Linked DNA regions of Mus musculus: regions 1, 2 and 4 are each linked to region 3. A link is a contact called in public HiChIP or PLAC-seq data. All regions are on one chromosome and are shown on one strand. The core of a region is the stretch at or near the end of the contact, and the rest is flanking DNA. Distances in the headings are between cores, read along the strand shown. Region 1 overlaps Gm34799 (a long non-coding RNA gene). Region 2 holds the start of Gm34684 (a long non-coding RNA gene). Region 3 has its middle 36 kb from the start of 1700010I14Rik. Region 4 holds the start of Gm51424 (a long non-coding RNA gene).

Region 1 (6,908 bases), core at 3,954-6,453, 860 kb before region 3:
GAGAGTCAAGGATAATTGGCATCACCGAGTTAAAGGAGATTGTCCTATGTAAAAAATGCCATTTCAACATAGATTAGAATGGTCCATTAGACCATCAGAGACTTATATTATGAAGCATTTGAAGTAAAAAAATGGAAGAGAAATGAATTTTCATCTATTAGACAACAGTAATCTCCAAGATCATAGAAAAATCATGCAGTAGGGCCAAATCAACCTTTACTCTGAAAAAGAGGAAATTATGATTACTAGTAATGACAGTTTCTGAAGGCATTGAAATCCTGGCTGCTGGGACCAAAGCCAGAGCCAGAGCTTAGGACCCAGCTTTAGGATCTGAATCTCCCCAGCTGCTCAGCTCCCAGCAACTGACCTGTGTCTTCTTCTTGTGCCTCGATGTCCTTGTCATTTCATGATGCATAGTAACAGGTCCTAACTCAAATGACTGACAGGAGGGTTAAGTATCATTATGACATGTGCATTTATAAACAGACCGTAATGTTCATCACACAGAATAATAGCAGGAGGTAAACTTTACAATGCAGATGTTATCAGTGATGGTATGCTGATGAGAAGTTACGTAACTGTTATAGGTTTAGAATTCAAAGAAAGTGTTCATGATAAATACTGCTCTTAGGTTTTGTGCACTTGTGCACATCCTTCACAAAGTATATCTTTGAAAGGCTTAGACAACAATGTGTTTTATAGTTTCTCAGATCAGCACAGATTAATTGGTGAAGTCCACACAGGTTGGTGGCCACGCACGAGGTTTAGATACGTTGATGCAGATTAATGGAAGAATAAGTGTGTCCGTTTTGTAGAGCAGCTGGAAATCCCCTTCCCTGCTTTGTGGTCTGGCCCTCGACCAGTCAATTCCTCTCCTTTAAACTTATGTGAAATAAATAATCATTGATATCTAAAAAGACTTGTCTGGGCGTTAGAATCCATACTGCAATAAAAGTGTGCAAATTGTAGCTACAAGCCACCACAGATCGATTTCAGGATCATAAAATCTGGCAAGGGAAACCAAGTAGAGGAATCCATATTCTATAATGCAGATCACTGGGTGAGTTCATAGAGTCAGAAGCAGTCACAGTGAAACCCCGACATGTGAGCAGAAATGCCGTGTTGCCCCTGAAAAATGACAGCTGATGGGGAAGGAAGGACCAAAGGGTCTTCAAATGGGCAGAACTCTCTTCCTTCCTTCCTTCCTTCCTTCCTTCCTTCCTTCCTTTCTTCCTTCCTTCCTTCCTTCCTCCCTCCCTCCCTCCCTCCCTCCCTCCCTCCCTCCCTCTCTCTCTCTCTCTCTTTCTTTCTTTCTTTCTTTTCTTCAGAACTCAGTTTCTTTAAGCCTGTTGCTTTTCTTTGTATTGTGGACAGTGGGACACCTCTGTCCTGGTACACACCAGGCAGGCGGGCACTCTACCATTGAGCTGTATCGTACCCCAGCACTTGAGTCGTTTTTGGTCTATGGGGGTCATTAGCAGTCATGTATCTTGTTGTACTTTTAGGATATGTCCTATCTACATTCTTTTGTGTTTTTTTTTTTTTTTTGATTCACTGTTACAAGTTGTTTAATTTTAAATAACATTATTATAATCAAGGAACATTATAAATGAAAATGTGTGCATATTCCAACACGCTTATTTTTATTAGCATATATTAATGAGCAAAGTAATGGATTTCATTAAGGTATGCATATGATGTCTATTGATTACAGTCACCCTCCACTGCCGTTCTAATTTCCCTCCTTCTTTCTCCCTCTCCCCTCCACACTCTGGGTCTCTGTACTTTCAGGTTCTTCTCCACATTCCACATAGCAGAGAAAATGGCAGGCTTGTTTGCAGGCAATGGTTTGCTTTGCTTACTGTGATGATCTGGCCAATCTCAGACGGAGGGAAGGGAAATAAATAATAACGATCAAAGCTGAAGTTAATGAAATGGAAGCTAAAAGCTCAGTACAAAGGCCTGGCGGAACAAAGAGGCGCTTCTCTGGGAGAATAATCAAGACTGACAGACACTCAGCCAAACTAACCAAAAGAGAGAAAAGACCCAGTTTAATACAATTAGAGATGGAAATGGTAGCATGGCAGAAGCCGCTACTGGAATCCAGAGGGTGGCGAGGAGGTAGGTGGAAAGCTCATAGTCCAGCGAATTGGAAGACTAGTGGAGATGGGTACATTTCTAGAAACATAAGAGTTATCAAAATAAAACCAAGAAGATGTGAATCCCTACATAGATCAATAATGAGCAATGAGATAGGAGCAGGAATAAAGGCTCCCCACAAAAGAAAGCCCAGGACACGGTGGGTTCACACTTAATTCAACCAGACATCTGACTAAGTGCTCACCCAGATGTTCTTCAGTACTTATTATTTATGAAGAACGGGAGACGGCCATGCCTCAAGCTCCTCTGTCCAGCTCAAATTTATAAGCAGGTGGTTATCACTATGTGATAACTCTTAAAATTAACAACACGGGGACTTCTTAATTAATTATGTCTGTATCTATCAACAGGGGCAAATATTGCCAAAATAATGACCAGAAAAGTGCACATTATAGCATATGAACTCATTTTCTTTTAAAGCAATAACGTATATGTCTATTCAAACATAGGCAGTCAAAATCTCTGGAAATCTCTGGAAATATAAAATAGCACCAATGTTGTCCTCCCCATGGTTTTAATAGCAGCTAAATGGAAAGGGGCATCAATTCCTCCTTTAAGTGGTATTAGCTTCTATGGCATTTGATGAGATTTGCGTCACATTCCTGGATATCCTTGGGTCAGTGCTTCAGTGTCCTCGGGATCCACGTGGTCTATCAGGTCTACTGTGGGGCACCACACTGTGTGCATTTAAGTGATGGCTTTCCACATTAACATCAGCGCTCTCAACTGTGTGAGCATGGGAGTCATTGAGATGCACCGCCCCTCATGAATACAACTTACCTCAGTTACTTCTCCATGGCCATGTCTTCTCTTCCCTCCCTTCCCTCCTCCTGAGAGGTCTTTCCTTCTCAGATGGTTCCTCTTGTTCCCGTGAGTTTTACTTTAAGTCTGGATTCCACATATGGGGGAGAAGGTGTGCTGTTTATCTTTCTGTGTCTGTCTGGTTTCACCTAACAGGTTGGTGGCCAGTTTCATCCATTTTCCTGAAAATGAGGCAATTTAATACTTTATGTCTGGTCCGAAAACACAAGGATAGAGATGCAAAGGAGGCACAAGCCATGGATGAATTTAGTGCTGTGTGGCCATAGGAAGGGTCAAAGAAACAAAACAGAGGACATGGAAGCACGATGCCACCCACCACACCTCTGGGAAAGTAGCCCTTGTAGATAAGCGAGTGGTTCCGGGGCCCACAGTGGGATCATGGCTTCTCCTTTTCAACGTTATCTGCATGTGGGGTCTATTTTGTTCTCCAATAGTTAGTTAACTATCAATAAGTACTGAGAACAAACAAATCTGCCAAATGCATTTGCAAAAAAATAATCAGTACGCGAGTGTGTACGTGTGTACGTGTGCGTGTGCGGTGCGTGCGTGCGTGCGTGCGTGCGTGCGTGTGTGTGTGTGTGTGTGTGTGTGTGTGTGTGTGAAATGAAAAACTAAACCTAAGGTTGGAATAGAAAAACTTTAAAATGAGTTAAAATATCATAAATTTTGGTTAGAAATGATCACACAGGAAAAAAAAAGGTCTGACATGAAAATTGGTTTGGGACTATGATTGAAGGAGTAAGAAGACAATGTGGTGAGTATGTGTGTGAGTGCACACAGGTGTGCATGTGTGTGTGTACATGTGTGTATGTGTGTGCATGTTTCTGTGAGTGTTTGTGGGTTCATGTGTGTATGTATGTGTGTGTATATGTATGTATATGTGTGTCTGTGTGTGTTCCTTTGTGTGCATGTGTATATGTGCATGTGTCTGTACATATGTATAGTGTGTATGTATGCATATATGTATGTACATGTGTGTGTGTATGTGTTATGTTAGCTCCTGAACAGATAGCTGAGTTTATGTGGAGTGAGAAACACCAACCAGAGGTGCCCACAGAGCGATCATGGCAGTACTATGAGCTGTGGGATAATGAGGAATTTTCAACTATTTTCCAAAAAATTATTTAATTTGTATTCACCCAAACATGCATTGCTATAGTAATAAAAAATAGATACTATTTACTAAAGCAAAATAACTTATGTGTTTAAGCAGCAAGAGTCTGTGTACTTTGTGTAGGAAGGGGGTCTCTTTCACTGCCCATTTGTGTCAGATGACTTGCAATTCAGCGAACACAGAGTTCTTTCTAACACACAGGACACCTCCCCAGTGCTTTAGACAGCATCCCTGCACAGGATTTGTCCTCAATGTTCTCTGCCCATTTCTGTGGGTCTGACTTGAGACTAGTCATGGCTTCCTAGGGTCTCGGCTTCGTATATTATTTCTCAGGGCTCAGAAGATGCTGCACAGACGCCTGTGTTCCAGGTGCTTCAGGTATGGGCTGAAGTCCGGAAGATTATGAACGCTCATATTCTCTTGCTGGGGGGAAAGCAGCTGGCAGTATACTCACATCGAGTTCTAGAAATGCCAGAGGGGTGTGGGCCTTACCTAGACCTAACTCTCTTGGCCTGTCCCATGCTGTCTTCGGTTTACTATGGGGGCTTCACCAAGCATAGTCCAGTGTGCGAGCTTTCTGAGCCTCTCACAGTCCAGAAACCCATCGGCTGGGAAGATGGGCAGTGTTTTCCTTCAGGTTCCAGACATAGAGGTTGAAAGTACATTCTCAAACGTCAGGCTTGCATGCTCGTACTGCACTGCAATGCTATCCAAGCAGTCTAGCCCGAGGGCCAATGCCGACCAGAGGGGAGGCTGGGGAGGCAAGCCAAAGGCCCTTCTTGGGTATTCTGTGTATTTTAGCTTGCTTCCTAGCAGGTGGGCAGTGGGGCTGTAGATGTGCTGAAGGATGTGGAGAGGGAACAAACCCCTTCGAGTTCCCATGGCGTTGGCTGTTGAGGACCGGGCTTGGATTCCTTTTCCTTTACAAAACAAATGTTCACCCCACAGTGTCATTGTCCTGGTTCCCAGCTCTTTCCAAAGCCTTCAAAGTCACATTTCGTGCAGTGGCCTTGCCCCCGTGAGGAATCTGGGTCTGTTCTCTTTCTCTTGAGAACATTGCAATGGTAGGATTCTGAGGCACTTGTTTTCTTGTCACGTTCATACCCATGACATCATCTGAGCACAAAGAGGCCTTGTTTGTATGCCAACACAGAGCTGCGGATGCCCACAGCGGTTAGGCTTGGTGGTAGACTTGGAATTAGAGAGCAAAGGGCACATCCACTAACTAACTGCCCAGTGGTGGGTGGGAATTAGGACCCCAGAAGAGGCTGCCACAGAGGTAAGCAGCCCAGAAGTTCTCCTGTGGAAGATGATGCAGGCTGCCAGAAAGCAAACCCAGGAACCATCCTGGCTACACTAACAAGTACAGAAATTCTGACCTAAAAGCAACAACTAATATCCCACTGCGTGACTTCAAATCACATATTTTTTTAAGCAGCAAATTTTAGAAATGTGTCAACAAAAATTCGCCATACCAACCTATTTAAAGAGGAAAATACACCACGCTAACACATTTTAAAAGGACATTTGATAAAAGTTTAGGAGTTCTTAAAAATAACACATTTAAGCAAATCAGAATTAGGAAGAAATAATTTAAATTTGTAAGAGACAATTATTACAAACCAGCAAACCCAGAAGATATTATTGTAAATGGTAAAAGGCTAAATTCATTCCCACTAAAATTATGAACAAGACAAAGGTAATTACTGTCACAATTATCTGATATTTCAGAGGATAAGAAAAGGAAATAATAATTAAAAGGCTGATAAAGAAGAGACAAAATTATTCTTTTTGGCTGTTGATTTGAGTATAAATCTGTAAGATTCAAAATAGTCCAATTTAAAAAGTTATTGCGTTTAATAAATTTGGTAAAGTAATTAGCTGTGACACACGTCCCAATCAATATCTTTCTGTAGCTAGTAGTAACTAGCTAGAAATTAAAATAAGCAAAGCAACCATTCTGTTACACAGTAAAGGCAGTTAACATAAAATATCCATAAATTCAGTTAATCACAAGACCAACTGGGTTGTCAGGAAAGATAACAGACACTTAAAGAAATGAAATAATATCTTCACAAAACAGAAAAATTATTTTTGTATAAAGTTAAAGGTTATTAAAGTGCTGCCCGCCCCAAATTCACAAGCATAATTTTGAAAGCCAATGAAAAAAAAAGCTTTCCCACTCTTGGAAGAATGATTTTTGAAGAATGACAAGGAATGAGCTGAGAGGTGCAAGCCAGACACAGCACAGATACATGCTCTAAAGCCACTGAAATCCAATCAGTATGGCTCTGGGCTACAGGCGACTAGGTCGTCAGAAGCGAATTGAAATCTGACAGGAGAGCCCAGTGTATTGTGGGAGCTTGACAAAGCAGAGCTTAAACTCAGTGAAAAGTGATATCCTATTCTAGAAAAGGCTCTAAAACCCTGACTGCTGCTCTAGGGTAAAATCAGGTTGGTCTCTATCCCACATGATGTGCACATAACTAAATGGGTTGGTGGTGTAAAAGTCGGGGCTGGAACAGGACAGGAGAGAAGTTATGGTAGAAATCGTATGGTTTGGGGTTTTTGCAAGCATGGCAGTGACTTGCAAAAGTCACTTGCAAGCCTGCTTGACTATTCCAAAACCAGGATACCTTTCAGAAAGCTGACAGCAAATGTAGTCAACTAACAGATGAAAAACTGAGAGAAACAGTGTTGCACCAGGAACTCAGAGGTTAAATTCAAAGGGAGGGTAAGGGTCTAATCTGACAAACAGGCAAGGGGCATTTACAAGTGGATGGTATGTAGGCCAGCCAAGCGAAGCCATGCA
Region 2 (6,494 bases), core at 2,403-4,902, 700 kb before region 3:
GATACAGAAGACGTCAGTAGTGACAAGAGTTTCGTTGGGTCCTCAGTTTCCCTTTGTGTATTTTCAGGGAACTGGTAGCTTCGATGTGGTGATGTTGCATGAGGTTAATCTGGCTGTACTCAGTCTCCACACTGCTGGCTCCCTAGAGCAGACATTTGCTTGTCTTCCCAAGGTCACCCTCTCCGCCCACACATCAGTTAAGAACAGCCCCATTCAGGCATCGGCCCATTCTCTTCGCCCAGTACTTTAGAAGATCCGGAGGCAGCTCGGCCATGCATACATCCCACAGTCTAGAGAGCAGGAAGGTAAGCTGTTTACCCGGCAGTCAGACAGCATAGCTGGGAGGGCCAAGCAGAGAAGGGAGGCATAATGGAGGTCAGGGACTCAAGTTGGCGCCAGGACCGGGGGACAAAGGGTCTGTACTCCTTCCCCTTACAGGACAGGATGGCCGCTGGTGCCAAATTGCTCACCAGTTTGTAGATGGCAGCCAACTTCTGTTCTCCTCATAATAGGAATGTTTGTCTTTCAGAAACACTTTGGAGTTCCATGGACGGGGTTTCCAGGGCATGAGAATTGCCAGTGCTGGAAAAGACATTAAAAAGGAAGAAAGGAAAAAAAGAAAGCCACAAAACAGTTTCTTTCTTTGCAGGCAATAAGAAGCTGACTGCTCCCAGCCTAAGGCTGCCTTTGTTTCTGCTCAGAGATTGTCTTTGATCCAAGCCAGTGAACAAAAGCTCATTATCTTACCTTTAAATAGAGGGATTTTTAGCAGAAACATTGAAGGGTTAGGGGGAGGAGAAGGGGTTCCTCTCAGGATGCCCCCAAAGGTCCCAAGGCTCCTAGCCACCAAGGAAGAGCATGAGAAAGAGCACACAGACCCCATGAGTGGCTTCTGAGAATGCTGAAGACGGTCTTTGTAACTGTTTGTATTTATAGTTATTGAACAGCTCTGTCAGTCCATTTGCAAGCAGGACACTGGCGTCTTTACTCAGATTTCCTGTGTGCTGCATGTATGTCACCCAGACAGATTTCTCTAGGTAACTTTCTCAGCTGTCTACATAACCTGACACCAGATGCCCAGCTTTCTTTCAGGATGGTGCCTTTCTCCATGGCCTCCAAACCTTTATAAATCAGAGAAAGTAAACAGTCCAAGAGAAGGCAGATCTGGGTAAAGGCATGATGGAGCTGCCATGGTCTGCTCCAGGGGACCTTCCTAGGTTCTCATAGAACTCACAGTATGTTCTCATTTCCTTGTTGAAAATTCCTAAAGAAAACATCCTTTTATAGTGTTGGAAAAGCATTCTTATTTGTGCTTTTGGCTTTTCAAATTACAGTAACTCTTTATTATAATATAATTATAAAAGGTAATTATAATCTTTCAGGTGCAAAAATGCCTTATTAAAGTGCACCTGTGCACATACACATACACACGCATACATAGACATAGACAGACAGAAGGTAGACACAAACACAGGCACATATACACATGTAGGCATAGATCGATACACACATACAGGCACAGACAGATGCACATACAGGCACACACACACATACATACACATAAACATATATACATAAACACAGATATGCATACATATAGGCACAGACCTATAAAAAGACAGACAGACATGAACATGTACATACATGAACACACACACATACACACACACATACTTGGCTTACAGGCCATATTTGAAAATAAAGAAGTTTAATAATTTCTGACCATTTATTGGAGGATTATCATCTGAGAACAGTATTCACTGATTTTAATGTACCCTCTCTTTTCTTCTATATAGGACCCATCAAGGGAGACTTTAGAATCCTAATTTAATTGGTTTGGACATTGAAACTACAGTTCACACTTGTGATCCCACCACTGGGGAAGCAGACAGGAGGATTCATGAGGCTTGCTGGCCAGTTTGTCTAACTGAATCAGAGAGAGAGAGAGAGAGAGAGAGAGAGAGAGTCCTGGTTTCAAAATACAAGATGGGGAGCAATTGAGGAAGACACCTGATGTCAGCTTCTGGTGTCCACATGCTCTAACAGACATGTAGATGTGTACACACATGAATATACTCTCTCTCACACACACACACACACACACACACACACACACACAGAGTAAATTGAAAGTAGATGCTAATGTATCCTTTTAAGCCTGTATACAAAGTGGTAGCTCTGATGTCTGAGTCCTAGGATCCAAAGCTTACCCGCTGGGTCACAGTACAGTATATTTAGCATTCTGTCTAAACTCCACCCCACAGTTACCTGGCAACAGCCATGTAGGCCTGACTCACTATAAAAGAGGCTGCTTGCCCCTTCCTCTCTCTCTTGCCTCTCTCTCTTGCCTCTTGCTCTCTTGCTCCCCCTTGCTCCCCATTCCCTTTATCCCCCCCACCCCCCGCCTCTACTTCTCTACTCTCTCCCTCTCTGCTTTTCTCTGCCTCTACTACCCTCTTAACTCTCCTCCCTGTGCCCTGAATAAACTCTATTTTATACTATACTGTCATGTGACTAGTCCCTCATGGGGAAGTGATGCCTCTGCATGGGCCCTCTGAGGCACTCCCTTCCCCCATACCGCACCACACCCCTATAGAACATATTCTTATACCTCTTTATCTTTTTTTAAAAACACATCAGTATGTGTTGCGACAAGTAGTCTTCCCCAGGGCCCCTTATGGTTCCAGATAGGAGAGTTGGAGATCCAACATACAGACACAATTTTAAAACCCCAATTTTTTTTTCTTACCCCCAGACAACATGGCAACTAAACACAAGGTACAGCTTTCTGCACAGAGAATAACTAAGACAATGGTGTGTGAATCGCCCAACTCACGAAAAGGAAAGGACTTTTCTGTGCAAATAGAGGCACTGGATAATAAAGTTGTTTATTGTGAAATCCCAGGCTGTCTGCCAAGAGTGGGTAGAGCCCTCTGAAACATGGCAATGTCAACTTTCAAGCCTGCGTACTTGGTGACATGATTAAAATAGTGAAAAGAAAAAGATATTTCCAACTGACTCAGCAGGTTCTGAGAAAGCTGAGCTGGAAGAGAGACCGTGCCCTGGTGAGCTCAGCTCTTCTGAGCAGGGAACACTCTCTTTGGAATAAAGCAGGCTAGGCACTTTTAAAAAAAAAATTTTTGCATTTTCCTGATTCACTATGTACCATTTAACATTTTATGATGCTTTGTTTGTTTTATAGACGAGGCATTAAATTCAAATTACAACTTGAATGAGATTTACTCAGTCCCCCTTTCAGTGTGGGAATTTCTCATTAGCCAGACTCCCATTTCTTATGTAGATGGATGACCCAGACCTTAATGGTGGGTTGGAAAAGATGAGGTTATTTCTGTTACCCCAAATCTCTTTGTGTCAAAAAAAATTTTTTTTTCTGATCTTACCTATTTCTCATTGCTGAATATTTTGGAAGGGGGCCAAAAAATATTAATGTGTGTGTGTGTATGTTTCTCCACCTCCTAGCATCGATAAAGTGTCCTGTTCAGCCCCACCCTGTAATTTCATCTTTCATCGTTGACTGCTTGACATTCTGTCAGGGAAATATGTTCTTGTGTTACCGGGGTGTAAATAGGGTTCATGTTCTCTTGGGAACCTGACTTGCCTTGAAGCTCAGATTGCATTGTTTCTGATGTGCCTCTTGCAGAGAAGTGAACTCAAATGGAGGTAGAAAACTCATTTATCACCAGTTCAAATGCAAATGAAGGCTGCGGGCATTCTTCCTTTCATCTGCAGATTAGCAGTTTGTAGCCTCCTTTTGTAGTTTAAATGCCCAGTATGTCTTAAGGTACAACACACTTCCAAAGTTCTCCACCCCACCGGTCTGAGCTTCTCCCCATGTGAGGTTATGATTTGTTGTTTTCTGGGAATATCCTGTAGTTGCTGATTAAAAACTGAAAGATGGCATTTGAAAAAGAAATGTCATTTGTACTATGAGTGGCTTAAAATTATTTTGATACACAACAAAGGGAAAGACTTCTAACTCAGCACTGATATTTTAAAAAGAATTGGCAGCATCTTTGAGTGACTCGTGTTCACTTAACATGTGTGGTCCTTACAGCGTAGGGTCCTTTTGTGGCTTGTATACATAGTATGCCCCTCAAAGGCTCGTGTGTTGCAGGTTTGCTTCTCAGGTGATGAACTTTTGAATGAACGTATCCCAAGGCTCTTACTTCACCCGTGCATGATCCATTTGTGGATTCATAAGTTGACAGCATTATTAAGAAGCGGTAGTAAGTAGGGTGTGGGGCTTTGTTGGATAATCCGTTTTCTGTGACCCCTTCTCTCTCCCTAGACACCATGAAATGAAGAGCCTCCTCTTCCATAAACAGCTGGACTCCTCAGAGGCCCACTGCAACGGAGTCACAATGATTGAGGCCTCAGAAACCATGTGGTAAAATAGATTTCTTCCTTTTAAATTGCTTTCACTAGCATTTTGTCCCAGTAACTGAACATTGACTCAAGCAGACATACTGAAGTTCACAGTCAATCCATTTCACACACAACATATTTATTTCAGGTCTGAAAATGCTCATTTCTAAAGTGGTCCACCCGACAATGACAATTAATCATGCCCTTTGTCTAAATTTAACACGTTTAGGGTAAATTTGAGAATAGGTAATATCAGGGTGAATGCCAGTTCTTTGTCTTAGAAGTCTAGAGTTCATGGGTCAGAAGTCATAAAAGAAGGTAACAATTTGCCTGCTGGCCTTGACTGACAGTCATGTTGAATGTTTCTCACAGCCAAAATGGAATAAGGCATATTTTTTCATCTGTCTTTCACTCCATCTATCTGTTCATCTATCCATCCATTGATATATTTTTTTTAATCCAGTACTTACTTGCAGATGTCTATGGCATACCAAGTTCAAACCTTGGCTATATTGCTCAGAATTATCTGAAATGTGAGACATTAGTACAGTGCCCAGGAAGCCCATTCTGACTCCTAGCCCAAGAAGGTGGGATCCAACTATAGAGCTAGAGGGAAGTGACCACAAAGACCCATCTCATTTCTAGTACCAAGTGAAAGCTCAGGGTCTTTTCTACAACTTCCATATTTACCAATTGCTCAAAGACTCACAGAATTTCCTAGATTCTGTTATATTCAGGGTTACATTCTTTACAGGAAATTAAAATTTAATTTCATTAAAAATCAGTCAGTTGGGAAAGGTATATGGCAGAACTGTGTGTGTGTGTATTATATGTGTGAAATGTCTTGTGTTCACAGGATGTGTGACCTTCAGTTGAATTGTGACAATATGAATAGAGGATCTTCATATTGAAGGTTTACTTGCGCAGTACCAAGGGTTCTTTGGGGCTTCATTTTGCGGACATGATTGATGAATTATATGGTTGTACTAAAACTCCAGGTCCTCCCTCCATGGATGTTGGACAACTATGTCATAGTAACAGTCTTTTATTCCCGGTAGTCTGACCAGTTATGAGTCTCTACAATAACCACTACCTACTGTAAAAGGAAAGAAAGTAGGAAACAAAGAAAGAGTGAAAAGAAGGAAGGAATTTACATCCATATGTAAGCTAAATGCAAGAGTAATCTAGAATCATAAACACAACTGTTTGGAGGTTAATTCAGTAGGTATATCACATTCATTTAAAAATCAATAGCAGAGGTTTCTTTCATTGTCTCTATGATCTCCTTAGACATAGGTCTTTGCCCTTGGCTTATAAGGTGTTAAGTCCATGCCGAAAGTAGTTTGCTGCACCCTTAACAGTCATTGCATTATTGCCCAGCAAGTACACATTGCTTGGTATGTTAATGGGGTAGCATATAGTGTTCACATCTGAGCAAGAAAGTTTGTGATACTCTTCCCAATCATCCTGCATATCCTCTTCCAGCTTGATGAAATCCAGTTAGTTATTGTACAGGTCACTCTTAACTTATTTTCTCTATATACTACCACTAGAACATTCTGTGTCTTTAACACTAGAGTTTTAACAGCCAACTTGTTCTGGAATGAACCCAATATTGGTGGCAGTATTCTTTATGGTTTGTGGGTCTTCAGAGGCCTCCTTGGTGAATAATACATAAGCAAGTAGTTCATTCTCAGCACTGGGATGTTCAGTCAATAATCTTGTGGCTTTTGAATGTGTCTTTCCTGTCTATTCAGGGTGACTTGTTTAAACTTTTGAAACTTATATTTTCATTTTTTTTAATCAGTTGATTTCCCAAATCTGTAGCATACTAAGGATACTGTTGTGCAATGAAACCCTTTACAGAGTATGATCAGGATATCTAAAAATCCAAAATGATCTATTCCAAGTCAATGAAGTTGGTCTTGGGATTCAGCAGCTAATAAAATATTAGCAAATTACAATGTAGCATGAAAATATATCATCACTTCTATCAGTTGTCCCAGAAAAATAGCCATGTGAGTGTGAGACACTACCTTATGCTGTCTTCGGTAATCTGTATTTTAATCTCCATGAGCCATGTTACTTTCTCATCCTGGGGCACTGCC
Region 3 (6,666 bases), core at 2,524-5,023:
TATAATATATACTCATTATATACATAATAATAATTACAGATATATAAACCTATTAAATGGAATTGCATGCATTTGTAGTATTCTACTAGTCCACTCTATTGAAACATAATTTCCCTAACCATATATAAAAACAAGTAAACATTACTACTTTGAAACTTCCCCATTGTACCAATAATCTAACAAGCAATAAATATTCATATTTCTGCAATATGCTTTCTGACTGCTCATCAATCAGCTGTCAGTTCTCTCTTCTTAAAAACAATAACAACAACAAACGCTGCTTAAAGTGTGGGGTGCTGCGAGCACTGTTGCAGAAGCTCGTTCAGCGTGGTTACATAGTTTCATTATCACGGCACAAAACTGTCTGGCAAGCTAGAGAAATGAATTGTTCCTAAACGAGGCAAGGTGAAGCAGTCTTCGCAGAAAAGCACCCGAGGCAGAGGCAGGCACCGAGTGGTTGTTGAGGAAAGGGATGGCGGCAAAGAGAGCGCTCGCGACTACAGCGTGGGAAAACTGAATAAGGTTAATGAGGGGGAAATGGGTCTCCCCGGAGGAGAAACAAAAAAATTAGGCATGCTGAAAAATTAAAGCTTCTGCCTCGTTCTCAGCCCTGGCCCTGTCTGTGCAGTATTGGCTGTTTTGGAGGTCTGCTAAAACCCCACCCTTAGCAGGAGAGACATTCCCACAAGTACCAGGTCCTTCAGGAACATCTGGGGAGCCAGCTCTTATCCGGAAGTCACCAAAGCCATCGTGTAGCAACCATCCCCCAAGAGAAGACAATAAAATACACCAAGAATATGTTATAGCTAAACACTGATTGACTGTAAACGGGACATGGAGATATTGGGAGAAAGGCTTCCCGTGAGTCTCCAATGTTACATCACCCACGCTATTTCACACAATGACGTCTCCACAAGTTGAAGGAATCAAACACTTTCTTTGCCAGTGCTAAAAGATATAATTAATATTTTGATGGAACCTGTACAAAATTCACTCGAAGCACTAAAACTCTGTGGGCATCGTCAGGGAACGAAGTCTGTAACTGTCTGCAAGCATTTATTTATAAATGACTGGAACCAGACTTCTATGGCATTTTCATCGGATCGAATTTTGTTATTTGGCTTCTACTCAGAAATAGAGAATGCTCCTGGGATGATTTCTTGATCATATAATTAAAAATCAAATTTGTATCTAAGACTAGGTTAGATTTTGTTTTCAGAGTATTTCTCTGAATTACAGCAAAACCTGAGTAGTACAAGAAAAAAAAAATCCCCCTATAAACTACCACCAATGAATAGAGCCATGTTTTCAATTATTATATATTTTAATTGCTTCCTAATATTTTATTGTATTAAGTATGCATTTAAACAGTTCCTTTTATATTGTACTGCTTTCACGACATTCTTATAATATCGTGCCTCCTTCTGATCCTAGAAGCACCCACAGAACAAAAACTATGTTCACATAAATAAGTATTGTGAAGTTGCTCTGCAGAAAGTGCGTGCTCATTTGCATAATTTGCATAGTAATGAGCAATACTAGACCGCATTTAAAATTAGAAAAAAAAAATCACCTTGCTAGTTTGCCTAAAGCAAGCCTGTGTCTGTTACAGCTCCAATGTGAGGATCTCCCTCATCTACACCTAGAACAGCCAGCTGTAGTTCTCAGACGCACCGCCTGCCTTCCTCTGCCAGCATGGACAAGATCTTCCAGCCCAAGCCGCGGTGCAAGCAGGAACCTTTTCCTGCTGAGCTCTGCTTCACTGTCGCACTCCTGGTGGAAGTCCTTCAGAAGGTGCCGTGAGGGTCTGGATCCTCTGCAAAAGGTCTTCTCACTGTTGCTTTTCGTGGTCGGCTGAGGCTATGACTGTAGATGTCATCGTGAGAGCTAGGTGCCTCCGACCAGCCTCTGAACCTGCTCCTCCTAGTGTTCTTTCTCTTCCCTGCTTGAACCCTAGAACTCAGGAGACCTGGCTTCCTTGGCCGATACCCAAGGTTTCTGGCATGTTCCTTTAGCTGTACCCTTTAAGTTCACCCCCCTCAAGTCTCTCAGCGAGATTAACCCTCAATACCCAAAGCAGCTCCCGACTTTAGAGTGTTCTACCGGGCACAAACAGCCCTGAGAGGAGTAGGTTAGAGGCAAAGCCAGTGTCCCCTTTTCTTTCAGGGACCATCTTCCAGGGGTAGAGCAGCCTTTATTTTAAATTCTCAAACAGAAACTGGGGGAATGGTTCCATGGTTAAAACAGGTGCCAGTCAAGGACGAGAATCAAAATCTGGATCTAGGCAGACAAGAGGACTCTCCTGTGACTCCAGGCTCAAAAGGAGACAGAGGATCATCTTAACAAAGCAACTAGCAGGAATAGCCAGATCCATGAGCTCTGGGTTTGACTGAGACACCCTGCCTCAAAGAATACAATGGAAGAACAATAAAAGATGATTCCCAATATCATCCTCCACACGTGCACACATATATGCAAATGTGCATTCATGCACACACATGCACACACACAGTGGAGGGGAAAATGTCCTCAAAAGTAGCCTTTGGCAGTTCTTTAACATAGAGACAATAGAAACTGCATGGTTTATTCTTCCACATAGAAGAACCTCTCTTGATGCATAGGGTAAGTCTTAGCTAGGGTTGTACTGCTGTGAACAGACACCATGACCAAGGCAACTCTTACATGGACAACATTTAACTGGGACTGGCTTACAGGTTCAGAGGTTCAGTCCATTATCATCAAGTTAGGAGTATGGCAGCATCCAGGCAGGCATTGTGCAGGAGGAGCTGAGAATTCTACATCTTCATTTGAAGGCTGCTAGCAGAATACTGGCTTCCAGGCAGCTAGGATGAAGGTCTTTAAGTCCATGCCTGTAGTGACACACCTACTCCAACGAGGCCATGCCTCCTGATAGTGCCACTCCCTGGACCAAGAATATACAAACCAACACAGGATATTTCAGGCCACACAGTCTCTCATAGGTGAGAAAATCACCAACTTAGAGAGGTCACGAGACCACTTGGGATCGATAAAATTCTGCCTGTAGTTATTTTTATTTTCTGATATTTTAGGAGGTCCTGTTATTGTTATTGTTTTTCATTAGCTTGCAGCCTTTTGAGGGAAGAGATGCTCTGAGGCTGAGAGCACATCCTGCTCTCCCATATAACCAAGATTGGTACCCAGCACCCAGGACCTGCAGGGCAGCTTACAACAGCCTGTAGCCCCAGCTCCAGGGGATCTATTGTCCTCTCCTGGCCTCTGTAGACACCCATGTATGCGCATATAAATAAAATGCAAAATTAAAACTGGTTTTCTAAAACATGTAAAAACCTGGTACTGTTTTGACATCTAGAGATCTCCAGGAAACCACAGGAGAGCTCACAGCCATGAATCATTGATTGTGCTGTGTGTATCTTTTATGTGCATAATTTCTCAGAGAGAGGATATTGGGGGGAGAGAGATGAAAAGACTCACAACAACACAAAGAACAACTGCTTAGTTGAGCTAGATTTTTTTTTTCCAGTGATCTCTTAGAGCCAGGTCCCACTACCAGAAGCTTGCTGGCTGAGGAGTTGGTTAAAAAGCTATGGCTCAGCCCTCGCCTTTGTTTACTCTTGGTGGAGTATTGCTGTTTCTCCTCAAACATCCTCTCCTTCTTACACAGGTGCTAAAGAAAAATGATCTCCCGCCAGGCCACAGCTTCTGCTTGGGGACAGGACTGGCTGGCAGGAAGACAGTCTGTGGAGCGGACCAGCTTCTCTGGGTCCCTGCCAGTAGGAAGAATAAGGCCCTGTGTTGTCCTCTTGCAGGTCCTTCCGCTGTCCACCCCACTCCTCCAGCAGTAGTGGCAGGTGTGAAAGACGGTTGGAACAGTGGGGCGGGGTCTGGAGTGGTCCAAGACAGACATTAATTAGGATGCAGCCTCTCGACCCAGCCACTGCAAACCTTCGTGTACAGATGCTCATGCATCCTGGATAAAATTATGATACCAGGATCTCAAAACGCTCATTTTATACACAGGCAAAATTGCCTGAGAAGTGACAGCTTGGCCTTCCTGTCTCTGTGCTAATGCTTCCTGGGGCGTCCGCCTGGCACTGGGAGGTGAATAAAAATGCAAATCCTACAGAAGGTCCCTGCATGCCTGCTCTCAGAGGACAAGGCCTGGCAGGAGTCCCTCATTCAGCGTGCACCAGCGCGGGGAAGTTCTCTGTGGGAAACCTCAAAAGGTCCTTGTCTGACTCCCACCCTAAGCAGACCTCTGGGGATCCTCAGTGGAACACTGAAAAATGCTTTAAAGTGGGCTGCCCTGACACCTTGTGGCTAATAGGGAGAATTCTGAATGGACACACCTAAGAGCATCTTTATCGTTTCCGATAACAGCGTCCAGACTTCAAATAGAATGTTCCAGAAATAAGAAGGCTGTGGCAGAGCCTTTCAATCTGGCCCCTCATCAACCACCTTCCTGGAGTCCCACAGAGAATTATTTGTAATTCAGTAACAATCTTCCTGGCTCATTTTGTTAATTTGATTTTTCTGAGTCTATTGACCACCTAGTTTCAAAGGTTTTAACAAGAAATTAAATATGCCCTAGATAAGAGAATTTTTTGTCATTAACACTCACCACTAGATACCAACCCTAAATACCAACAAGGATAAAATATTTTTCATTCATTCATTCACTCATTCATTCATTCTCTCTCATGCACACACTATGTATATACATAAGTACGTGTGCATCCCTGCACACACTCCCTACAGGTTGGCTCCAGCAGCAGCTTCCCTTTGCTTTCTGGCATCTTTCCCTCTCACCAAGATTTTGAGGTTTGCTCCTTGGTGTGGTTATGTGGCTCGACAACGTTATTATTGTGTAGCATCTCATTAGGGAAATAGAAAAATCTTAGTATCCAGTCACTATCCGAGGGACATGGAGTTGTGGGAAAGCAGTCAGGTAGAAGGAAGCCTTTCTTCTCCTGGCTCCACCCTTATGGAGATGCTATTGGCAATTGGTAGCTGCTGGGGTAGGGGAGGGAGAGTCATTCTGGGTAGGTGTGGCCTATGGTGGGTTTTCCGTGTTCAAGTAGAGATGCCCACACCCATTCACATAAGGGCAGCACTCACCTACTAAGTTACCAAACATATTAGGAGATGTTTTGGGAGTTACAGGGGGAAATGAGGGTAGATATGATCATATTCCATTGTGTCTATGTGTGAAATTACCAGTGAACAAAATGAAGATAAATAGGCCCTTGATGGCGTATGCATGCTCTTCACTGCCCTTGACAGAAGCACAGGAGTATATTCATCCAGACACGGATTCTCGACTTGGAGAGGGAGATCCTTCCTCAAGGGGCTTCATGGCTCTACTCTCCTCCTAGCCAAGCAGGTGGCACCCACCCAACTCATGCACAGCAGTGCTAGGTGACATGGTGTGGCCATAGCTCCCTGTGACTGAGGGTTCCCTGCTGTGCAGCCAGCATTGCTGCCCTCCTTGTTTACTAAGCTTTCTCTCCAGGCAGTGGGACAGTGTTTCAACTTCTGGGGGTGAGATCCTTCGGCTTCCTGTGCACTGCTCCTCCAACGTACATTCCCAATTTCCTTTAATCAGAGGCATGGTTACAATATTTATAAATTTTATGTAAGGCCTTTCATTCCTGGATCCGCTTGTGCTCACTGTTTGTTGTTGTTGTTGTAGTTTTGTTTTGTTTTTCTTAAACAGATCACAGTTTTCTGTCTCTTTAGATGTTGGTAGTGTTGGTGTTTAAGTCCAGCTGGGGATGGATCTCAGGCCTTCAGCATGCTAAGCAAATACTCTAGCCCTGAGCCGCATGCTCAGCCTGGCATTTCTTAAGAATTTTAGACACTGCATTTGACGGTCTATAATCCAGCTGATCTTTGGGCTCCCATGTTTCTGTGGATGGCCTCCTGAGTAGCTTTTGCTCTTAGGCTCCTTCAGCTGGTGTACACTGCATTGGAGCTGTCACAAATACCCAGTGGCTGGTGAGATTCATGGCCTCCCAAGCCAGCCACCTGTGAGTTCTGAGAGTCTCCCTCCCTCCTATGCTCAGCAGGTCTGAGGCGCCTCGTGCTTAACAGTGCAGCAGTGCAGATGTTAAGCGAAGTGTAAGCAGATACCTGGACAATGTTCTCTGTCTCTGATAGTTCTCCAGAACTCTGCCTGTAATTTGTGACCATGTCTGCTTCTCTAAGTACCAACATGTGTGTCTCTGGTTCAGTGAGGTCACTCACTTATGGCTGCCCACACTGCTACAAGGTCCACTGTGGGAGTGTAGTGGCCCAGGACTTCAGAGGAAGGGTGGAAGGAGAACTTCAACCCTGATACATCAGATGAGGAAGACAAGAGTTGGCTACCCATCCCCTCCCAAGCTGGCACCATAAAGCTGGCTCCCTCACCATCAACCAGGTCAGCTACCAGGCTTCACTCTTTGACCTTCTATGGTTATTTTCCCCCAGACCCGACAGCCCCTGAATATACAAATCTTCAAACACCCCTTGTCCTTGCCAATGGTACAGGCCCACACAAACCTTGCCCTAGAGACCCTGGCCGCCTTCCTTGGGGGGGGGGGGGGGGAGGAGCATAAATACCCCTCCCCCACCCAATAAACTAAATCAGTTCTCTGAAGCTGTTCCCAGGTGTGTTTATTGTGC
Region 4 (6,824 bases), core at 588-3,087, 560 kb before region 3:
TTACAAATGATGAGTTTACATGAGGTTTTGTGAATGCTGTCATTTTGATTTCTCCTATCTTCTTCTCAACCATTCTTCTACACAACCATTTGGATGTGTCGCTCTGGGACCACTGGCCAGAATGATGTCTGCTTTGTGAACAATCCTCCACATGCTACTTTCCAGTAGACACGTGGCCTCTCCACTTACTTGAGGTCACTCTGTTGCCAGTGTCTCCTTGTCCTTGTCCTTGTCCTTGTCCTTGTCCTTGTCCTGATTGTCTTTGTCCTCTGTGCATTGTCTCCTTCTCTCTCAGCAAAAGATTACAACACCAAGCTCTTAGTGTCTCCCGAGGCGCAAATTTGATTCTGTCCCTCTGTCCCCTTCTCTCTTCTCCCTTCCTCCCTCCCTCCTTCCTTCTGTCCCCTTCTCTCTTCTCTTTCCCTCACTCCTCCTCTGTTCCCATGTTTTCCACAGCAAAGAGACCAGGAGTTAATGCAGGCTGAGTGGATTTATAGCCAGGAGCCTCAGATCACCAAGGAAGCTGTGAGCCTGCTTAATGTGGATTCTCTGTCATTTGTGCCCAAGGCTCTTGTCTCTACTTGTTAGAGGTACAAAAGTCCTTGTGCCCACAGATCACTAGGGGAACTAGGAATGTTAAACACACAGGACCTTTTCTCAACGGAGGTGATAAAATACCTGTTTTCCTTTCCAAACAGCTGAGAGTGATTTTGCTGATGACCCAGTGACCTTTATGCTACCTGTAGAGGCAGACCTCACCCAAATTTCCCAAAATGATTGTCTTAGACTCTTCCATCCCCAGACCATTACCTATCCCTTCAGCGAGATGACTTATGCATGTTTTTGCCTGGTGACCTCTATGCTGTCTCAGTAGAGACCTCAATAGATACTAGCTCTTTTAGCTATAGAACTCACCTTCATAATCATACGTTCTTTGTAAAGCAGTTGCTATCTAGTCATACCTTAAGTTTTATTGTACAGAGCACAGAGTTCCCAATGAAGGAGCTAGAGAAAGTACCCAAAGGAGCTGAAGGGGTTTGCAGCCCTATAGGAGGAACTACAATATGAACTAACCAGGTACCTCCAGAGCTCCCCCGGGACTAAAACACCAATCAAAGAAAACACATGGTGGAACTCATAGCTCTAGCTGCATATGTAGCAGAGGATGGCCTAGTAGGTCATCAGTGGGAAGAGAGGCCCTTGGTCCTGTGAAGGTTCTATGCCCCTGTGTAGGGTAATGCCAGGGCCAGGAAGTGGTAGTGGGTGGGTTGGGGAGCAGGGGGAGGGGAGAGAGGATAGGGGATTTTCGGAGGGGAAACAAGGAAAGGGGATAACATTTGAAATGTCAATAAAGAAAATATCTAATTTTTTAAAAAAAAAAAGGGAAAATGTTTTATTGTACCCCTAGGACTGGATGGATTGTTGTCTAATTATACTGTACTTTAAATATGTTGGCAATGACGGCCTGGCCTTAGACTCCACAGAAGACTGATCTAGGTTCAGGAGGCCAATCTGCACTGGCTTTCATTCTTTTTTTCTTTGAGGTTTACCACCTACAGCGACCCACAGGGTCTTTCTCACCTACTGCCTAATCCAGGCTCAGTTCCCTTCCCAGTTGTTCCTCTGAGGACAATGACTTCCCTCAGGCCGACTTGGCTCTTTGCAGATCTGAGCACTGAGCATAAATGACCAGAGCACTGTCAGATCTAAAGATTTGTGAACACGCTTGCCAATTCGGACATTTTCTGCCTAGGCTGGCACACTGGTCTTTCTATGCTCTATCCTGTCAGGAGTCAGCTTCCTTGGGGGTTTTCATGCCAAACCGACAGAATGGGAGCTGTCTGCAGGCATCCATTGAAATGTAAATGGACCTACACCACTGTTTTCCAAATTGAGAGGCACCCATACACAAACGTCCAATGCTAATGGGGGCTCTGAATTAGAAAAAATATTCCCAAGTTAAATGAGTTTGGGAAATGCCACACTGCGTTGGGGGAATTATCATGAGCAGCACACTAAATAGTCTGTGAGAGTCTTTACTGAAGAGTTTCATTGTGTTGCATAGCCAGGACTTGCAAATTTATTTGGTCCCAGGCAAGACCTCTTTGCAGATTAGAACTCATTAACATTTTGCTGGACACTTGGATTCTGTTTATCTGGAGTTGAGAGGCCCAGAGACTTAGCTTTCTCATGGGGTCTCTTCCTAATCTTATGCCTCAGTAGGCAATGGAAGACATGGCTTCCTGCTATTGTTTAATTATTTTCTTGTAATTCGGGGTCATTCAATGATATCAGGGGTGTTTGCTAGTGAGACTCGGGCTGTAAATATATCACCAACCCCACTGCAAGCTTCCTGGAAGCCCTAAGCCCTCAGTGGCTTTTTCCAGACTGAGCCTGTCCTGTCTCACCATTTAGCCTGGGTAGATTCCTTAGATCTTACAACCTTCCCTTCTTAGCCCTCTGGATGGCTCCAGAGCTCCGGGCTTTGACAGGTCTGTCTCAGGGGTCCATGTTTATCTGTCTGGACTGCCATAATTTCATGTCTTCACGGAGCTGGTTTGATTCAGTGAACAGACAAAAGTAAAGTGCCCTTCGGCGATTTCTTTTTCTCTTTGCTAAGGTATTGACAGGGCCCCCCAGGCTGTTCATTTCCCTTATCAATATGAGTTCCATGTTAATTCTTCCATTTAATGTTGAATTAAATGAAACCCTGGGAGATCTGATTATGGCTCAAGAATGCCCAGAATGTAGTCAGTAATAGAATTCATCTAATGACCAATATTTAATCTTGTGTCAAGAACTTTGTGACAGGTGAATCAAAACAGAGGACAGTGTTTCTATCCATCTCTGAGCCTATAACAGATGTAAGGGTGTGTGTGTGTGTGTGTGAGTGTGTGTGTGTGTTGGAAAGATTAATTCAGAAGGTTGGCATGTTTGAGGCATTGTACTTTTTGAAACATCATTATACTGAAAGAGCTAAAGAACAGCAGTATGGATTGCTCTAGCAATCTATGCATATGCAAGGATAAACACACACACAGACAGATAGATACACACACACAGACACACACACAGAGATCCACGACATACATGCACACAAGCATACACATACATACACATGAATGCACACACACATGAATGCACACACATACACACACACACACACACACACACACACACATGAAGCTTCATGGCATGGCAGTAAAGGGACACGTTTTCAAAAATATTTTTAAAATGTGTTTTTAATTCTATATATTGTAGTATTCTTTAAAGAGTTATCTATTTTATTTTTAGCACACGTGTGTGTACCTGCAAGCATAATTTCTAGCACAAGCAACAAACATTTTTTAACCACTGAGCTATCTCTCCAGCCCCTAAAGGGATGTATTTTGGGGTAAACTCAAGTTACCACAAGTAAAGCGAACTGTATGAGGTAGACAAAAATTTGTGTTAATGTCTTTGTCTCTTCTGGCTTCCAAATTAAGGGCTAGGGGTGATATACTACTGATGCCAATTCAGAGAAAGAAGTCCCATGAAAAACGGAGAATATCTAACAGGGTAGGATGCTTCACTCACTGTCATTTTTTTATTGAGCCGCCAGGATAATGCGTATTCTCAGAAATGTGGGACTGAAGTTCATATCATAGCTGTCTGCTAAGAAAGAGCAAGAAGCCTGTTCAAGCTAGGAACCCTGCTGAGATCCTATATCCAGAGCTGTGCAGAAGCTCTGGGTGTCCATGATAAGCCACAGTCCCCTATAGTACTAGGAAGTGGGCTGGATCCTCCTAAAGTTATTACCTGTCTATGTATAATCTTATAAGGACCCATGAGGTCTGCTCTTGGGTGGAAATATTGATATGTAGGAGCAATCACACACTCAATTCTTCTTTCCTTTCTAGAATATTATTGAGGTAGAACAGAATGCTAGAGAAAATTGTGGAGACACAGGAAGAAAAAGAAAACCCTCACTTAGGAGCTTGATTGAAGTCAGCTAGGAATCAAGAATTCCAATAAAACTGGCAACATTTGCTTAAGGCCTTTCTTCATTCTCCCCAATAAATCTATACTCTCTATGAATCTCATCAGAAGTTTCATTTACTGGGAAAGGATATAACTTAAACCCCTTGGACAACTCAAGCGGCTCCTCCTTTTACCCTGTCAGATTTTAATGCCATCTAGGACACTCCTGAAGTGATCCTCTGATCACACTTATCAAAAAGAGGGAGAAAAGGACATTTTTTTTTTCAGCGACTTTAAGATGTCAGTTGATAGCCATTAAAATAGTGTACAGAAGACACACAGTGCTATGTTCCCTGGTAAGCCTGTCCTGCTCCCTACAATGTCTTATTTCCCCCAAGTAAGTACCCCCCTATCTCAACCCCGTTGTGTTCACTGTGTTCTCTGACACTGTGACCCTTTAACACAGTTCCTCATGTTGTGGTGACTCTCAATCATAAAATTATTTTCATTGCTGCTTACTAACTGAAATTTTGCTGCTGTTATAAATTGTAATATAAATATTTATCTGTAATTTCCAATGGTCTTAGAAAACTCCCTGTGGAAGGGTTGTTCAGTTCCTTAAAGGGGTTGAGTCTGACAGGTTGAGAGTCATTGTTTTAACCCTTATACTTAAAATATATATTCAAGTCTCTTAGTAAGCCCCTCTCTGCTTCACATTAGTACATATAAAAGGATTTTCTGAGCCAAAAGAAAACACCCTAGGTTTGCCTGAGTGAAGATTTATGCAAAAAAAAAAATCACATGTTCATGAAGGTAGACAGTATGGATCTGTGCCTCAGTGTGCTGGGTCTGTTTTCTGGAATGTTCTTCATGTCCTGGTACAGCCTGCACTTTCCCAGTGTATCTCCAAATTTGAAGCACAGCTGGGCAACTTTGACTTCACTACACAACATGTGTCTTTTACTAAGTTGTATGTGTGTGAGTGTGCATGTATATAATAATCTCCATTGTGGCATTATTGCCTAACAATTAACAAATGCATTGGATCATCTTCTATATTTAATGGCTCCCAATTGTTATTTTTTCAAATCATAATCCAAACCAATGTACTTAATTGTTAACCACCAAAGTTCTTTTTATTTTTTATTTACTTTATTTAAAAAGTATTTTTTTATTGCTCAAAAGGAAAACATTTGGGACTGGAGAAATGGCTTAGTAGTGAAGAGTACTAGTCTTGCTGATGACCAGAACTGGGTTCCAAGCACCTAAGTTAGCAAGCTCTCAACTCCTGTAACTCCAACTTCAGGCAATCTGGTACCCTCTCCTGGCCTCCATTGGCACACACACTCATAGACACATGCACACACTCATAAGCACATGTGCACACACACACATATGCAAACTCACATGCACATGCATGTGTGCACACAGGCACAAACAAATTTTACACATAATTCAAACAAATATTGTTCTGTGTATTTGACCACCAGCTGCATGGTGGTATTATCTGAAATGTATGACACGTGTTGAAAGTTCTTCCTAGCTCCTTTCTACATGACAGTGTCTTCTATGTTAGGTTATGGTTGTAGAGTGTTGTCTGATGTTTCCATTCAGAAATCTTTCATCAGATTTTAGCTCCTTGTCTGACTCATGATGACAGTGTTGCTTGGACTTCTCTAGTCACAACAGTTTGCCCAACATCAGTTTTCCAATTCCATCAACCTCTCTACCTCTGTTAGCGATGCTCTTTCCATAAAATAAAACTTGTCCTCAGATAAAATAAAATGAATCCAAAAGGAGATGGATTAAAGACAGAAAGATTGAATACTTCAGTTTTCCTCTCTGCCAGCTTTTCAGAATAACGAGTTGCTGCCTGACGTCCTGGGTGTGGTGTGGTGAGGTGGGGGCACCGGCACAGTTCAGAGTCCTTTCACTTCTGACACTTGCACTCGGAGTCTCAGATTGGCTCTCTTTGTTCTTTGACGTGGTCCTTCTGATCATTCAAGACACTGTGGGATTCAGGCTCTTCCTTCATTTGCCTTGGATGGTCTCCAGATGCTGCTCCAGGTACCCCTGGCTCCTGCTAGTGACAAGGGTTATAGGAGGCCGTGCTCTGGGTAGGAAAGCTTGAGGGTTACAAGCCACTACCTCCTCTGTCTCTCTAGTTCCCACCACAGCCACAACTTGCGAGCTTGCCCTTGCTTTCCTTTTTCATGGCTTTCTTTTCTGGTTTTTATTTGTTTCTCTGATTAGTGTTTGCATCTATTTTCTGCTATCTGATAAATCTTTATTATAACCAGTAAGAGCAAATTATAAATTTGTTTTATCACACAAAAACATTCTAAAATAAAAATGGTGATAATGATATAGAAAATTAAGATTACTAAATGCAATTTAAACTAAATGAGATTTATAGAAATTGTACCTTTGGTTCCTAACACAATTTAGGATGTTTTTCATGGGATTGTGGACATCACTACTGACCCAAATTAATTTTCAAATATTTAAAGTATATCTACATCTACTTTTGAATTTATATGAAATCTTCAAAATTATCTAAAATTATTTTTTGACTGATGTATGTAATATTTGAGAAATTCACTATCTTTGATTTAAAAAGGCACCAGAATTTGGAGCCAAGGAGAACATTCTCCATTTAATAAATATCATATATGAAAAACTGTAGCCATAATTATACTTTATAGTGAGTCACCAAATCATTTCCCTGAGAAGATTCCTGCTGAAAGATATCAAATAGCAAATAGCGTAAGGCAGATAGCATAAGGCTACTAGCTGCAGGATTTTTGTTGTTAAAACAAAAGAGAAAAATAAAACACGTTTTTAAAGAGAACGTTTTCGTATTT

The links. HiChIP or PLAC-seq counts read pairs in DNA pulled down with a chosen protein or histone mark.
Region 1: an H3K27ac HiChIP or PLAC-seq map of stem cell-derived neural progenitor cells shows a contact between it and region 3. The contact joins two enhancer-like sites. A contact is called at or near these places in 3 of 115 datasets of contacts at active chromatin or transcription factors (astrocytes, oligodendrocyte precursor cells and stem cell-derived neural progenitor cells) and 1 of 9 other capture datasets (embryonic stem cells).
Region 2: an H3K27ac HiChIP or PLAC-seq map of stem cell-derived neural progenitor cells shows a contact between it and region 3. The contact joins two enhancer-like sites. A contact is called at or near these places in 7 of 115 datasets of contacts at active chromatin or transcription factors (SST interneurons, embryonic basal ganglia, forebrain and 3 more) and 1 of 9 other capture datasets (embryonic stem cells).
Region 4: a contact with region 3 is called in an H3K27ac HiChIP or PLAC-seq map of stem cell-derived neural progenitor cells, with 4 times the contacts expected there. The contact joins two enhancer-like sites. A contact is called at or near these places in 6 of 484 Hi-C or Micro-C datasets (cerebellum, cerebral cortex, neural progenitor cells and 2 more), 4 of 115 datasets of contacts at active chromatin or transcription factors (astrocytes, embryonic midbrain, neural progenitor cells and 1 more) and 1 of 9 other capture datasets (embryonic stem cells).

The regions. Positions count from the first base shown.
Region 1 is chr17:9,878,041-9,884,948 of GRCm38.p6, reverse strand. All of the region lies in intron 1 of Gm34799 (a long non-coding RNA gene), which reads left to right. Among named protein-coding and RNA genes, the nearest start is that of Gm34799, 25 kb to the left of the region's middle. Within about 2 kb of position 5,203, at least 52 of the 459 cell types and tissues checked have an H3K27ac peak or open chromatin away from gene starts, as enhancers often do. A contact at or near this core is called in oligodendrocyte precursor cells and stem cell-derived neural progenitor cells, where this site is marked.
Region 2 is chr17:9,720,104-9,726,597 of GRCm38.p6, reverse strand. It overlaps Gm34684 (a long non-coding RNA gene), which reads left to right and starts at 99. Exons shown (of 5, transcript XR_876393.3): 1 at 99-305; 2 at 4,310-4,408. Within about 2 kb of position 3,652, at least 2 of the 459 cell types and tissues checked have an H3K27ac peak or open chromatin away from gene starts, as enhancers often do. A contact at or near this core is called in stem cell-derived neural progenitor cells, where this site is marked.
Region 3 is chr17:9,020,903-9,027,568 of GRCm38.p6, reverse strand. No RefSeq gene overlaps it. Among named protein-coding and RNA genes, the nearest start is that of 1700010I14Rik, 36 kb to the right of the region's middle. Within about 2 kb of position 3,773, at least 27 of the 459 cell types and tissues checked have an H3K27ac peak or open chromatin away from gene starts, as enhancers often do. A contact at or near this core is called in cerebellum, cerebral cortex, neural progenitor cells and 4 more, where this site is marked.
Region 4 is chr17:9,575,229-9,582,052 of GRCm38.p6, reverse strand. It overlaps Gm51424 (a long non-coding RNA gene), which reads left to right and starts at 5,706. Exons shown (of 5, transcript XR_003952251.1): 1 at 5,706-6,027. Within about 2 kb of position 1,837, at least 54 of the 459 cell types and tissues checked have an H3K27ac peak or open chromatin away from gene starts, as enhancers often do. A contact at or near this core is called in cerebellum, cerebral cortex, neural progenitor cells and 3 more, where this site is marked.